Regions from separate parts of the Gossypium hirsutum genome. Here region 1 is linked to region 2. A link is a contact called in public Hi-C data. All regions are on one chromosome and are shown on one strand. The core of a region is the stretch at or near the end of the contact, and the rest is flanking DNA. Distances in the headings are between cores, read along the strand shown. Region 1 holds the start of LOC107901383 (GATA transcription factor 18). Region 2 holds the start of LOC107901351 (zinc-finger homeodomain protein 6).

Region 1 (4,859 bases), core at 1,627-4,126, 270 kb after region 2:
TTTAAATGAAAAACCAATCTACTTGGATTTCAGAATAAACTACGCAGAAATAAATCTAACGTAAAGCAAAAATAGGGTTTGCATTTTGCAGAGGTGAGGCCAATTTGACGGTCAATATTCAAGTATGTGTGTGCGTTTCAGACATTGTCGATTTGCCCAAAAAGCCTAATGCGACAAATTACTGCTCTGCTATGTGCCTGAACCTCAAGGACAACCACAAATTGTTAATTTTCCAAGTATTTGGACCATTAGATTTTTCGCTCTTAATTGAATTGATAAAGATTAAATCATGAATAGTTACTTAATTTACTACTGAGTCCCCAAGGCATAAAAAAAAAATATTCTCTTTCATCTTAAGTTGTCTAGGAGTTGTGAAATTGAGAGAAATGAAAAAAAGAAAACTGAGGCAGGTTCAGAGTCCAGAGTCTCAACAGGTAAAGCAAACTCCAGTTTCATAAACATTAAAAAAGAAAAGGTACCAATGCTGCATTATGTAGGCAAAACACGTACTTCCTATATCCTTACATTATTACATCAGGGAAGGAAAGAAATATCAGTAATTAAATCTAAAGGTGCTGAACTCATCATATATCTGATAAAAATGTTTCACCTAGTGGGATGATGAAGACCAAGAAACTGGGGGAGGTCAACAAGGGGATGATATGTGAAGAAAGTTGTAACTCTAAAACAGAAATGTTTTACTAATATAAAACTGAAGGTGAAAGGAAAAGTTAAAGAACATGAAAAAAAATATCAAAATCAAAAGCAACTAAGAACATAGGATGATCCCGTTCTTACACCATCTATTGAAGACAGACAAAGGAGACAAACAAAGAAAAGCAAAATTTAAATAAATAAATAAAAAAAGAATTTTTGACTAAACGAAACGAAGACCATGTAAGCGTCACCATCATCGTGATACGTTTCAGTCATTGGTGCATGATCTTGACCGTCAATGGGAACCAGGGTTTCTTTTCCTTTTCTTTTTTCTTCTTTATTCTTTGATTTTTTTTTATCTTGTAAAGTCATGGACAAGGCTTGTTGGCCTGTCTGTGACGTTGAGTCTCCAAGAAAGGTAGGGGATTCCAGTATCAGAATCTCGATCAGTATCGTCAATGAACCTGAATTCATTAAGAGGGGAAAAACATGGCATTTTTTGGTTCTGATGAACCCATGAATTGTTGTGGTGATACTGATAGCCATGGTGTTGCTGTTCCAGCATTGAAGCTGTTGCACTCGATGAGTTGTTTGCATTTGCTGCTGTAGCTCTTCTTTCTTCTTTTTTGAATCGAATCCCGCAGGCATTGCAAAGTGACTGCAATTAACAAAAACAAGGATATAAGGTTGTTTGTTTTTTTATCCCGAAGAAACAATGGAGAGATTCGGATTTGGAAATTTTGGTATACCTTTGGACCCCTCGGCCCGTTCCTCCAAAGTGGGGTTGAAGTAGTGTCGCAGTTGGCGCAGCGGCGAGCTAAGAGAGGATCGTTGCCTGAGCCGTTACTGCTATTTCCATTGCTTCCACGGCTAGCTTTGGTGGTTTGGTGTGAATAAGGTGCGCTCTTGTTCTGCAACATGTCCCAGCAATAGTTGGAAATGCAAGGGTTACTACGTTCATGGCGGATATGCTTGTCGTCGTCTTCACAAAGACGAGTGGATGGAGTTCCCAAAGAGAGAGTGCAATCAACGGAAGAAGATGAAGAGGGCATGAAAGGGTACATGTTGGTTTCATCGCAAGATCGGTGGTTCGGCATGGAAAATAGCCACGAGGAGTTGCTTTGGCTTTGATACAGGCCACATGAACATGGACCCACCATGTTTCCCTGAGAGCTACTGCACCTGTGCATTGTTTTCGCAATCGGTTTCTCTATGAATATGTGTCAAAGGCCTAACTATACCCACTGTCACCTCAATTTCAGCACTATGGGATGACCACGAAGATCGAATGGGGGTAGATTCAGAATGATCAAAAAACCAACCAACAATCGCCAACTGATCAGTGAGAACAAAATGAAAAACGAAGAAACAAAGGGATTGAAGATGAATGGAAAAAGAACAAGCTAATGTAATTGAAAATAGAAAGAATTTGATGGTGGGAGTGTATAGTTAAAGGGCAATGGCAGGATAGTACGAGCCAAATAGTAAAACTGAGAGCCAAGTGCAATAATATAGTGTTTGAATAAGAAGTTGAGAGAAAAGAGAGAGAGAGGGGGGGACTGAGAAGAGTTGTTGTCTGGTAGCTTTATAAGCTAATAAAATGGCGAAATACCAGTCAGCACCTGTAGTCCACGTTGTCGTCAAATGCAAATGGAGAGATGTACATGCTTGTATAGCAAGAGAGACATAAAGATACAGACAGAGAGGGTCCCAGGTTGCATGTTACAGATAGAGAAATAAACTTTTAGAAAACCTCCCCAAAAAAAAACACAATAAACTATGCATAAATATAGTTAAAATACTACTAGTATACTTGTACTCTTAAATATTAAGTAAAGAGAAAAAAGAAAAATAAGTCGGCCAGTCAGAGTCTGGGTCAGGGTGGAGGGGATAGTATAGAGAAATAACTAATAAGGCTCTACTATTTGCAAGTTGAGGACTAGGTGGTGTTGTGGGCAATGGAATTTATACTCCAAAACTGAAGGGGAAAAGGGAGGTGGGGGAGGGGGGGGCGCTCGTAACAAAGCAAAGCAATGGGTTGGTCATTGGGTAGTCAAAAGAGGGCCACGTGACTAGCGGGAACAGTCTTCCATGGATCTGCCTTCTCCGATCACGAGGCCCTATTACTCTAAAACCCAATACATCAAAACCTCTGTCCGTATCCGTATCTCTGCCCCCTCTCCTCTGTCATTGCCAGCCTCCCAAGGAAAATGGAACATTTCCACCCCTCCCCGCCCCCCCACGCCCCTTCTCTCTGCGGCGTTTTTCCCACGCTCCAGTCCCCACTGCCGAAGGGTATTATTCATTCCCAGGATTTTATACCTTTCCCTCGTGCTCTCAGTGTAATAAAAACACCATCGTTTTGATTATAGTTTGAAAGAAAAATTAGTGTCTGAAGTTTAAAATTGTTGTTTTCCAAGTTGGATAGAGAATAAAGACATATTTTGTAATTTCCCATAACCATTGATCACTTAGTAATACTTGTTTATTTAAAATTTTTGTTGGTTTGTGATATCTGAAAGGTTTTAACTTTAACTATGTCTTCAATGATCAGGTATACAGGAAGGAGTTAGTGATTGTCACGCACTGGTTTTGGCAGTGGGGGAAGGATAAATTAAGTTGATAAATTTATTTATAAGTGTATTCAGCGGAGCTATGAACACTGCTATTATAACAACGGCGTCTCCGTTAGTTGTTATAGTCATAGGCAAGTCCAATCCATTCGTCCCTTCAAAAAGAAAAAGATAATCAAGTTTTCAAGGTTACTATGATAAGAACCAAACCGTACCCTGGAATCACGTGAACCTCTCTCAAAAAACCAAAGCCAATATCGTCATGATAATCATCTCTTCATGTTCCGTATCTAAAACCCATCACCACCACCCCGAAAAAGCCTTTTGGTTTCTAGTATTTTGTCTTAGCAAATAGTAAAATCCCCAACACTGGAAACAAGGCTAAAGGGGAAATGAAATGAAAAAAATTAAATTTAAAATAAAGGTATCAAAATGAGATACTCTGCAATCATCAAAGCAACAAACATCTCTGTTTCTACTTAGCTTACCAAGAGAGAAAGAAAAGAAAGATGTTTGAGTCAAAGATGGGAAATCACAAAAAGAAAAAGGTCAAAAATTTTGAGAAATTAAGAAACAAAAAAAAAAAAGGGAACACTCAGAAATGACCCCACATCATCATGGCTAAACCCCAAACCAAAATAAAAAACCCAAAATAATATTCAATTGATCTCATGAAGAATATGATGGAAAGATTCAAAAAGATATGAAGAGAGAGAGAAGGAGAGGAAAAAAAAAAGAATCAGATCGTCTAGAGATTGGTGAGGGGCCTTACTTAGTTCGACAAACGGGACGGCCACCGCTTTCCAAAAGATGCTCTTCTCACCGCTTTGTAAACCACGAAAACACACACAAAAAAAACCCTGTGAGTAGCCCGAGATAGTGTCGCCATTTCCAATCATCATTTTCCGCCACGCGACCCACAAATGATCGATGCGAGCGTGGAGAACACGCCGAGGAGAGGAGAGTGGGGGAGGAGCTCAAATGCCCATAAAATTCGAGGAGATTTTTTTTAATGGGAAACTCTGGGATTTGCTTAATCATCTCAAACCCACGAAACCCATCGAAGATGATTTAATGTTTTGGATGGCGTTTTTATTTTTTTCATGCTCCCGAATTTAATCATGATGCTATGTGACTCGTTGGGGTGGGGTCCACTAATTTTAGGGCTTAGGATAGTTTTTATGGTTTTTCCAAGGGAAATCAAAGCAGATCGTCTCAGGGTTTTTTTCAATTCTCAAGGTGCCACGAGGGTATCGTGAGGGTGTAGATTTTGTTTTATTTTATTTTTAAAAATGTAAAAAATTGTAGAGTTGGGTTGGGTTGGGTTTTGCATGCCATGCATGGCATGCAAAAATGTGATAAACAAGGAAAGACCCTTGCAACAGGCTTTTAAATAATGAGAGACCGCATTAATTTAACATTCCTCAAAAGCAACGAGAATACAACTGGAATGTTTCTTGGGAGATTGAGTTTTTTTTTTTTTAATGAAGGATGGGAAAAGAAAAAGGTAAGTTGAGAAAAGGAGTGTTTGTTTGAAGAAGAAGAAGAAGAAAAAAACAAAGGATCCGACGACCCAACGGACCAACATTTAGAAAAAGGAGTGCTTGTTTGAAAAACAAATATAGTAAG
Region 2 (4,780 bases), core at 55-2,554:
TCTAGGGTTTGAGGTAGGTTGGGGTCACCACGAACCGTTCGATCTCTTCTTCTTTCTCCCGTAGCTGAATTTACAGGTGCTGAAGAATATGAGTCTTTGTTGAGTTGATTTTTGTAACTAAAAGAGCTTGGCATCCCCATTTCCTTATTATCTTGGCCTCTCAGTTCCATTAAAACCTTGATCTAAGCCTTCGATCTCAGTTTTTTATTATTAGGGAATTAATGAACTAGTAATCTATATGTTCTCAAACCCATCATCATGACCACATGCAATAATTTCATACCCTAATTCATCACCACTTCTTCACTTGATCAAAGAAATAATTAGTGGGAAAGACAAAATTATCCCTGACTTTGACGTTTTAGTGCTAAACCCACCAACTCGTTTCACTAAATCCCGATTTCCTGTTCCTGGAGACGAAACGCAAGTGCTTGAGCAGTGTAGAGACAAATGAAAAAAATTTGAAGTGACTAAAATAAATTTAATTATATATATAAACACCCGAGAAAAGTGATAAAAATATAGTTTTGGAAGCTGAAACAGGAAAGGGGACTATGATATGGGGCCCCTTAGCTGAGACAAGTTTACAAAGAGCTTACCTTGATGAATTAAAACTTGATCACAGATGTTTTTTTCTGTAAGAATCCTCGAAACTCAATTTAAGACCAAACCAAGCAGGAAAGCGTTGTTTTAGCATAAATTAAGGAAGGTGAACTAAGGAGATGGTTGGTAGGAGAAGAGAGGGATAAAGAGAGATTTGTGAAGGGGTTTGTGTTTCCCATCACCCAATTGACCCCATAAAATCCATCAATCAAAGGAAACAGGTGGGTTTGGTTTGTACTCTCAAAAACCAGTGATGAGCATTAGAGGATGGTGGCACTAAGAGACATGGTACAACCGACAAGCCCTCTCCGAGCTTGCACACTGGTCCAGCTCCTAATTATTGCCTCGCCCAACACATTTCATTTTTGGCAACTGACATCTTCTAGTCTCTCCTCTCTGTCTGATATAATCCCCACTCTTTGTAACCCTAAACAAACCCCAAACAAGCAAGGCAAAGTAAGATTCTATGGAGGCAACATATATATATATATATAGTATGTGTGTGTGTGTGTTGAAAGAATTGAATTGAAAGGGTTGTTTGGTTGGCCACACTAAGACAGTTCCATGAGAAACAAAAGCTGATTACGGAATCTCTTAAAGAGATAATCAGCAAGGAAGAGGAGGAAAAAACAAAAAATAAAGAGGAGGAGAGGGGAGGACCCCTTTTATTATCTTTTGTGGGCTTGCAGGAATTAAAGTGAAGATATGGTGGTCCACAGCACTGAACTTGTCCTTTTAGTGTGTCTCGGATTCGCTTTCTCTCTCTTTTTTCTCTCTTGAAGCATGGTTTGTTTCAGTCCAACTGCAGCAAAGTTTTTGGTTCTAAACCTATCTCGATTAAAAGGTTTAGGTAAATTACTCTGTTGGTAACTTAATTTTAATAAAAAAATAAAAAGTTTGCAATATGAGTGTTGTTAGATATTTTTATTATTTTAGTATTAATTTGATCTTATATAGTAACCAAACTTAGTAAATTTTTATTTTTATCACTTATTTTATTTTTCTGAGAACTAATTTTAGTTTTTTTTTCAATAGGAAAACTTATTTTCTTGTTTTTATTTTTCTTTATTTTTATTTTTTACAATTAATTTTAATTTTTTTTCTTAGAAAAAGGGAAGCAAAAAAACTTGAGATTTTACTTTAATTTTTATAGTAAAAATCAATTTATCTTTTTTATTTCTTCTTTTTAATAATTAATTTTAGTTTTTTTAATAAGAGGAAAATATCTAGGGCTTTAGAGAAAGTTATCTGGATTTCTAAAGGAAAAACTTAGATTTTTGGAGGGAAATTTATAATATCTAGTTAATTTCTTTTTCTTTTTTTTTAGAATTTAGTTTTTCAATAAAAATGAAAACGTTATGGTTCACTACAAGAAAAGATTTGAGTTTTCATTTGAAATTGAGTTACAAGTGAAAATTTTAGATTTAATCTTAGCAACTAAATAACTCATTTCCCTATAAAAACTCAAGGTTTTTTTAACAATTAAAAATTAATTTTAAAAATAAAATGAATGATCAAAATGAAAATTTATTAAAGTTGAGTGATTAAAATGAGCATATGTGATGACAAATTAACAACATATAACAAAGATAGAGATAAAAATTAAACCCTGAAACCCGAAATAAAAACCCTCAAAATATAAACAAAAATTCTCTGAAAGCTTGTAAAAGCTAATACCTAAATGTATAATGTGTTATTTTTCTAGGGTGGAAAACGGGCCTATTTATAGGCTAAATTCGTAAGTTAAATAATATTAAAATAATTTACACTAATCACAGTTCGACTGAAACAAATAATCAGAGTTTAACCAGGAGAAAAAAATCGAGAAAATTGCATGACACGTCGCCACGTCGTGACATGGAATTCGCATCGTCAAGACGATGTGGTGTTGCGTCGTGACATCTGCAGCTCATCGGGACAAGGAGTTCCTCCTTATTGCAACGTCACTCTCTAATTGTGTCTTAATTTGACCGAAATGTGAGACATACTCCAAAAATCTTCACATTGACTCATATTTCCACAAGGCCTTCTTTACCAAAGCCCTCCACGGGCCTATCTCGAACTATGCAAGATATTTGCTGAGTCGAAGTTCTGCTTAGAAGCTGAAAGACTTTTAGCCTTCAACTTGTGCACTACCAAATCAAAACTGACCTGGGTCTGTTTTCACTAACGTAGTGCCTTATCTTTTCAAAACCTGCATCCAAAAGAGAACCTCTCTTATACAAAGCGGTTATACCTTTTTCCCTACTATGACCAAGTTGTCTCCGCTTCAAAAGAGTTAACTTTGACTCCTTAACGGACGAGGGACGTCCCATTTCACTAGTCTCTGTTGATCCTTCTAAAACATAAAAACTGTAAATCTTTTTACCTTTCATAAAAACAAGAGTCTCACGAGATACCTTAATGATGTTTGACTCGATGTTAATTCTACAACCCTTCGAGCCCAAATTTTCTAAGAAGATGAGATTTCTTTTTAAATTAGGTACATACATGACGTCTGACAGTGTTCTGATTGTCCTGTCGTGTATCCTGATCTAAACAGTTACTGGATGAACCATTCCTCATACGCACAACTCCACCTTCAACTGAATTGTATGTGGAGAACCAATCCCTGTTAGGACACATATGAAAAGAACACCCCAAATCCATAATCCACTTGGATGTAAGTTCAAAGCTTTCACTTATTGACACCAACAAGAATTCATCACCCTTGTCATCGACCAAATTAGCATCAGCTAAATCTTCCTTGTTGCTCGCAGCAACCCTTTTATTTCGCAGATTGTAATAATCTATCTTGACGTGACCTAACTTCTTACAATAGCGACATCTATTGTTTCGCTTCCTTGATGCTACCAAAATCGAGGCTTGCCTATCTAACTTGCTATTCAAACAAAACTCGCTTGTGAGCTTGTTTTTGCTCAACAGATACATCCTCAATTGAGAGATTTCTCTTTCATAAATCAGAGTCTCCTTACAAGACTTGTTTGAAGGGGGTAAATAGCACAATAATAATATAGTCTGATGTTCATCATAAATCTGAACCTCAATAATAGTACAAACAAAAAATCGAAACCAACAACTAAAAGAAAAAGAAAAAAAAACCTTCAAAAAAAATTGAAAATTGAAAACCATCGGTGGTGTTATCAAAAATTGGTATTTGATTAAAAATTAAAAATGGAATTGGAATTGAAAATGAAAAATTTGACTTCCTAAGAACCGAAAGAATTAAAAAATTGGTTGCATAAAACATCGAAAAAGAAGAAAACATATTTATTTTATAAGTGTTTTAAGTAATTTAATTAAAATTAAATTAAATTAGGAAAAAATATTATAATAATAATTTAAGATCATTTTAATATAAGTTATTTTTAAATTGTAATAATATTTAACTAGTTTCAATAAGCATTTAAATAAAATAAAAGATAAGATAATTTTTAGTATTATAGCTTTATTTTTAACATTGATAATGAAATTAGTAGTAAATTATATATTCAAATAAAAATGGCATTCAAAGAGGTGGGAGATCAGTTTAATTGATAACAATGTAAATTTATATTTTAAATTTAATTTTGGTTCACAATACTTTCTAAATTTTAAGTTATGATATTTAATGATTTATGATAAAGTTGAAAGATCTTAAATAAGTTAGACAAACAAAATCATAAATGAGAAAGGAGTTAACTTAAATATTTTTCTAATATTATTGGTATTTATTTTTATTTAGATTCTTTTTCCTTTTTGCAAAACAATTAAATGAATCAATCTCATAGTTATTTAACTTATGAAAAAATTATTATAATTTAAAAAATAATAATTTTAGGAAGCTATATTTTTTTATATTTTTTTAATAAAACAACTAAATGAAATAACATCAATAATTATTTCACTTACAAAAAAGGTATTATAATTTTTTTTAAAATATTACGATAATTAAATTAAGTAAATTTCCAACATCATTCATAAAATCTATATTAACTTTAATTTATTTTTCTCATTTTTATGGATTCGTGCCTGTGTATTCGTGATGCACAATTCAACGTGTGAACTTCACCTAAGTTAATATCTTTTTTCGTTCCTACTGATATCCAAGTTAAAATTTTGTGTTTGAAATTTGTGGCAACCAATTTTAATTTATTTTTTTATTTTAAATTACAACATACATCTAAAATTTTATAAA

What was found. Hi-C and Micro-C count contacts between places; a contact is called where the count stands out from the background.
Region 1: a contact with region 2 is called in a Hi-C map of leaf, with 2.8 times the contacts expected there. The contact joins the promoter of LOC107901383 here to the promoter of LOC107901351 in region 2. A contact is called at or near these places in 14 of 34 Hi-C or Micro-C datasets (anther, callus, hypocotyl and 3 more).

What each region holds. Positions count from the first base shown.
Region 1 is chrA11:27,006,709-27,011,567 of Gossypium_hirsutum_v2.1, forward strand. LOC107901383 (GATA transcription factor 18) reads right to left here and starts at 2,877. Exons shown (of 2, transcript XM_016827377.2): 1 at 1,407-2,877; 2 at 561-1,315. The coding sequence starts at 1,847. The coding sequence ends at 1,013.
Region 2 is chrA11:26,736,263-26,741,042 of Gossypium_hirsutum_v2.1, forward strand. LOC107901351 (zinc-finger homeodomain protein 6) reads right to left here and starts at 1,305. Exons shown (of 2, transcript XM_016827312.2): 1 at 600-1,305; 2 at 1-410. The coding sequence starts at 170.